Regions from separate parts of the Rattus norvegicus genome. Here region 1 is linked to region 2. Evidence: chromatin contacts called from public Hi-C data. All regions are on one chromosome and are shown on one strand. Each heading gives the region's core, a stretch centred on a gene start, on an enhancer-like site or on the middle of the called end of the contact. The rest is flanking DNA. Distances are from core to core; before and after follow the strand shown.

Region 1 (2,893 bases), core at 38-2,537, 100 kb before region 2:
TTTCTGACAGAGCACTGAAAAAAGTTTTAGCCGAAAGTGAAGGCGAACACATTTTATCACCTGTCTTTCTAGAATCAGTAGAAATGTCCCTGCCTACACATGCCTTTCTCACTTTACATATGAGGAGCAGTCCATCAGTGCACAGACATTCCTTTACAGAAGGCAAAACGTGAGAATAACCTTTCTTCGACATGCCGCCGGGGTTATTCAGAATCATTCTCTTTAGTGACCCACTCCCCAGATGCCACCAGCCCCCCCCCCCCCCCCCGGTCTCATTCTAAACTTGTACTGCAGAAGCTGACTCTTCTGCAGATCCTAAGCCTTTGGGGGAGCGGAGTGGGGGTGGGGGTGGATCTCAAGTGGTTCTTCAAGGAGGAAACCCAAAAGACCGAAAGAGTAAACCTTAACTGTGACTTGGAAAAAGTCTTGAAACAAGTAAAAAAAAAAAAATCCACTCAAGGCTTGAAAACCTATAAAGTGTGCCATTTTCTTGTTCAAACCCTCCTAGAATGAATGTGCAGAATAAGCCCAAAAGTCTAAGTTACACAGTGGTCTTCATTCTCCCAATCTCCCCCACCTTGATTGGAATTTGATGGGGAAAAAAATCACACCTAAAAGGGCAGAGGGTGCCAAGCAGAGAGACTTAGAGGCAAATCTAGGGCTTTGACCTGAAGCTCTGGTTCTCGGTTCTCTCTGCTTTCTCACAACAGACCAACAGAACACATGCTGAGAAGCCTTGACCAACTTTGAGGTTAGCCTCCTATAATCCCAGGGCAGCTCTGGCTGAATGAAGCTACTACAGAGGACAAGGGCTCCGAGGCTGGGGAGTGGGGATAGAGAGGGCTGGGGAGAGTGGAGAGGATTGGAGGATGAGGGTGCACTCACTATTCAGATTCAGCAAGGAGTCGAAGACTTTGCACTGTATCTGCCCGGTGCTTTGCGAAACGCAGGACATCCACAGTCCCTCGTAGATGGCCTGAGCAGTCACGATGTTGTCCCCAGCATAGGAGTAAATCTTCCATTGGGGCAGGGCAGTGCTGACGATAGAGCCGATCCATCCCAGCGAAGCCAGGATGAAACCCAGAAGCTGCAACCCCGCGTTGGCCATGGCTCTTTTCTGAGGCTCAGTGGCAGGTGCAGAAAGCGGAGTTTGCAAAGTGCGCGCTTGGGCTCCCCGAAGGTGATGGAGTCTCAGCCAGGAGGTTAGCGCTGATACCCCTGCTCCCTGTGCGGCTGCGGGCGAGGCTCCTGGCTTCTGGTCCGGGTCGGTGGTGGAGTCTGGAAGTGAGAAGTGGTGGAGTTCTCTGGGACACCAAACCGCCCGGCGCTGCGATTTAAAGCAGCTCCGCCCCTCCCGGCATGCAGCGCCCCCTGGTGGTTTCGTGGCCAAATCCCCACAAGGGTCCTCGCAGGCCTCCTGCGTGGTCGCGGATGACTTTTGAGCGACCTGGGGACCAACTGAAAAGAATCAGGCTTCCCTACCCGCTCCTCCTCATGTCTCTCCTAGCACTTGGTAGGCATTTTCTTCATTTCACCCGGTAGTTAATACAAAAATTACATCTGTGTAAATGCAAAAAAACCCATAAAGATGAAAAAACTGGAGGGAGATAAAAAACCTATTTTCATTTTTAATATCGTCTCAATATTTTATTCAGGAATACAACTAACTTGATACTTCGGTATTCCCTTCCTCCTCAGGGCACCTCTTGTTTGATTAGCTTCCTCCTCTTTCATTTTTGGGCCTGGTGTTCCCCTCTGTTCTTCAAGATTATTCCATTAGATTTCTCTCCCATTTCTCCCAGGCGCATTGGAGATCAGGGAAGAGCTACCCAGAGAGTGCCACAGGGCAGGTTTCTAGTATATCCAGAACTTAGTTCTCAGATCTGTGTGCTTCCCACCGCATTTTTAGGAAAAAATATATATCCTTTTAGTTTTTAATCTTCCTTTTGAAAATGCAGCTCACTATCGACTACATCCAATGCTCGTGCGCTCTCATGCGCGCGCGCATACACACACACACACACACACACACACACACACACAGAGAGAGAGAGAGACACGCACATGCACACACTCACACACCTACCTTTTCCTTAAAACAATTTCCTTAGCCTAGCAGCTCCATATTCGAGGTGCTCGAGCAGTGAAGACTTATCAGATGGAATCCAGCCAGTTCCCCCCCAGTCTCTCCCAGGTGAAAGAGCCACGCTTGGATGATGTATCTTTTCAGCGCTCTGGCTTCCGACCAGGCAGTAATGGTTAAACCATCTCTGCAGGCTTTGATCTAGGCAGCCTCTAGCTGCCCTCTCCCGGTCTATACAGCTTTCTTGTTTGCTGCTACTCAGAAGCCCACGTTGCGGTTGAGAATAATTAAAATGTTTTCTCAGCTATTATTTTGTCTGTGGTGTGAGTGTGGTGGAAAGAGAAGCTTCTACGGCTTTAGTAAAAAACAGGAGAATCTAAGGCCGAAATAAACATACGAATGAAAACAAGGGATGCTTCCATACATGCTAAGAAAAGTACTAGCCTGCCACCAGGTAGAAACATTAAAAACAAAATAAAACCACCAATAACCAAAGAAGCCCTACCACCCTCACTCCCGTGCTGGCTGTTCTTTTCAGACCAGCTTAGGGATAAAAACCCAGATCTGGTGTTGTCAGGGACTTAGGGAGTATAAGGACTACAGGACTCAGATTGGAGATAGCGAGATTTAAACAAGGGCTCATTGTCTAGGTTCTGCTCTCAGCTTTTTCAAACACAAAGGATCCCTAAATAAGATCTGTAGGTAGGCAAGGCCTTGGCAGGCTCGTGCCCTGAGGCCCTGCGGTAGTACTTCAGTACCTCTCTGTGGAGTCAGAGGAATATTCCCCTGGTATCTAGTGTCTGTCAGGGA
Region 2 (3,038 bases), core at 409-2,908:
CTTCATCTGCCATCTCACCACGAGAATACTGAGATCATATGTGTGCACCACTGCATCTAGCTGGCTTACATGGGTTCTGGATCTCAGGCTCAGGTTAGCAGCTTGTTCATCAAGTCCCTTTACTTACTGAAGCCATTTGTCAAGTAGCCTTGAACGAACTATGGGAGAGAAGAAATTAATTATTCTACAGTTACATTTTTTGTTAACTGTGTTGACAACTCATTAAGTTATTTTATGTATAGATATGGATCAAGTGCATATACACATATACATCATATACATACACACATGTCCACATATATATACATACAACATATGGCACACACAAATAAAACAAAGTACTGTAACTCTCCTGGCAAGAAGCAAGATATTTCTTTTTTTAATTTAACATTATTTTTAACTTATTCAGTTTATATACTGTTCACTGCCCCCTCCCAATCACACCCTCCTACAATCACCCCTCCATTTCCCTTTCTTTTCTGAGTAGGTAGGGGTCCCTCTGGGTATCCTCCCAACCCTTGGACTTCAACTCTTCATGACTAGGAGCTTCCTCTCCCACTGAGACTCACAGGCAGACAAGCTAGTAGAACATAGCCCATGTACAGGCAACATTTTTTGAGATAGCCCCAGACTACAGTTGTTTGGAAATCACACGAAAACTAAGCTGCACAGCTGCTACATATGTGCAGGGAGGCCTAGGTCCAGCCTTTGTATATTAGGTTGGAAGAAAGACATTTTGGTGCCTGTATTTGAGTATTGGACTATTGAAAATTTGCTCTCAAGGAACTGGAATTTCTCACCCCGGTGAGTTAAAAGACTGGAGTCTCAGGGCAAGCTATAGAAGAAATTATTTTGCAGAAATAGATTACATATACTACTAACAATGTTTTGATATCATTACAGGAGAAACTGGAGATAATTCAACAAGGGGTCTCAATGGTAGGGAGACAGACACTGGACATCTTTGTTCCTCAGACTATTGCAGTAACATTGAAGAAATTCATCCTCTAGCTTTTCAGCACCACTTGTCTGTTTAGTGCGCCTGCTGCAGGTAGCCCTGCAGGTTGACCGATAGAGACCTGCCTTTGACCTAACAGCTTTGATCACAGTTGAAGCGTGTAAATCACAGTAGCTATAATTCGATGGCTATTTATTGCATTTTGTATACTACATAGACCATCTCTAAATACTAATTATTTTCCATCATTTCATGAAACAGTTCATAATTCGTAGTTTGCAGGCAGGGAGGCCCCATGGGACATACTTAATAGCTTGCCGAAGGCTTGACATTATTAATGAGCATGGCCTGAACTCGGATTGCTATGACTGTGCAGTTAGACCTATAAACCAGTGATTTATTTTGCCATTAGTTATAGCCAGCACAGGTTCTCTTCAACAGCAGTAATTGATTACGATTGTGTAGATGTTCCCGCCAAATGCTAGGCATGAAAAAGGGTGCGACGATTCCAAGGGTTCATACCCCTGTTTTCCTGCATACAGAAGTGTCTTGTGACACTGAGGAAACATGAGTCAGCACAGAAACATCTCCTTAGGCTCAACGGAAAATGCGAGGCTGCTTCCACCTGCAGACTGAAAGGCCAACTGCAGTGTTTGCAGTTTCGCAATTGTGTCCTTTTACAGAGCCGGTGTGGGAGTGACTACGGGTATCAGCAGGTGTCTCCAACACCTCAGCCAGGATCTGTGTCAACACTGAGTCATGAGACACAGGGAGAGTAGTGAATACCCTAAGTGACTGTCTTAGTGATGTCATAGGCCATCTGGCTCTGGAGCAAAGGTGACAAGGTTGCTTCCACAGTTTAGGGGATTGGATATTTTAGAAGAAAATCAATACTGCTTCACCTGTCAAATGTGGGAACGTGCAAGCTTATAGAAAATTTTATATATATCTTTTGAGGGATTACTATGTGTCAGGCAGAGCTCTTAGTGTGTGGGATGCACTAGAAACCAAAACCAAGATGTCTATCGTCACGCATCTTGACTAGATAATAAATTTGAAAATATTTTGTAAATATCACTCACATACTCCCATAATGGTATTATGCTTCACGTTTATTATTTTATAGTTCTTACTGGTGTCCCTGGTCCCCTTATAAACAGAGTATTAGAAATCAAGGTGGTAGCTCACACATTTAATTACACCACTTTGCCAGATCTCTGTGAGTTCTAGGCTGGCTTCAGGATCTTAAGACAGCCAGGAATATGGAGAAATACCTTGCCTCAAAAATAGATAGATAGGTAGATAGGTAGATAGATAGATAGATAGATAGATAGATGGATGGATAGATAGATAGATAGATGATAGAGAACTAGATAGATAGACAGATGACAGATAGATAGATAGATAGATAGAGATAGACAGACAGACAGACACACACACACACACACACAGTCAAGACTGATGTCGGTTACCTAGATGGAGCACCTTGCTTTCTCTCAGTGCTTTGTGTACTTTACCTTCTCACCAAAAGGCACACGTCTCAAGGACTGAGAGAAAGTCTTCAATTTTCATTCTTTCTGATGCCCCCGAACCTGGTGTCACGCTTTGCACAGTCAGCTGTCCTGAAGTGTGTGCTGGGAGGAAGTTGTACCTTACTGTGTTCAAGCTGCCAACACTCCATGATGGACTGTGGAGAAGAGCCAGATGACATAGACCCATGATTCCTTGTATCTTCACCCTCCGTGGTCCCTGCACCCTCCGTGGTCCCTGCGCCCTCCGTGGTCCCTGCGCCCTCCGTGGTCCCTGTGCCCTCCGTGGTCCCTGCGCCCTCCGTGGTCCCTGCGCCCTCCGTGGTCCCTGCGCCCTCCGTGGTCCGTGCGCCCTCCGTGGTTCCTGCGCCCTCCGTGCTCCCTGCGCCCTCCGTGCTCCCTGCGCCCTCCGTGCTCCCTGCGCCCTCCGTGCTCCCTGCGCCCTCCGTGCTCCCTGCGCCCTCCGTGCTCCCTGCGCCCTCCGTGCTCCCTGCGCCCTCCGTGGTTCCTGCTCCCTCACAGCTGCCTCTCCCTCACAAGTACACTCACAT

Evidence for each region. A called contact is a pair of places that touch in the nucleus more often than the background predicts.
Region 1: a contact with region 2 is called in a Hi-C map of hepatocytes, with 2.1 times the contacts expected there. The contact joins the promoter of Cldn1 here to the enhancer-like site in region 2. A contact is called at or near these places in 4 of 12 Hi-C or Micro-C datasets (hepatocytes, kidney, liver and 1 more).

Annotation. Positions count from the first base shown.
Region 1 is chr11:87,924,770-87,927,662 of GRCr8, reverse strand. Cldn1 (claudin 1) reads right to left here and starts at 1,287. Exons shown (of 4, transcript NM_031699.3): 1 at 886-1,287. The coding sequence starts at 1,108.
Region 2 is chr11:87,821,026-87,824,063 of GRCr8, reverse strand. No RefSeq gene overlaps it. Among named protein-coding and RNA genes, the nearest start is that of Cldn16, 8.1 kb to the right of the region's middle. Within about 2 kb of position 1,658, at least 5 of the 93 cell types and tissues checked have an H3K27ac peak or open chromatin away from gene starts, as enhancers often do. A contact at or near this core is called in hepatocytes, where this site is marked.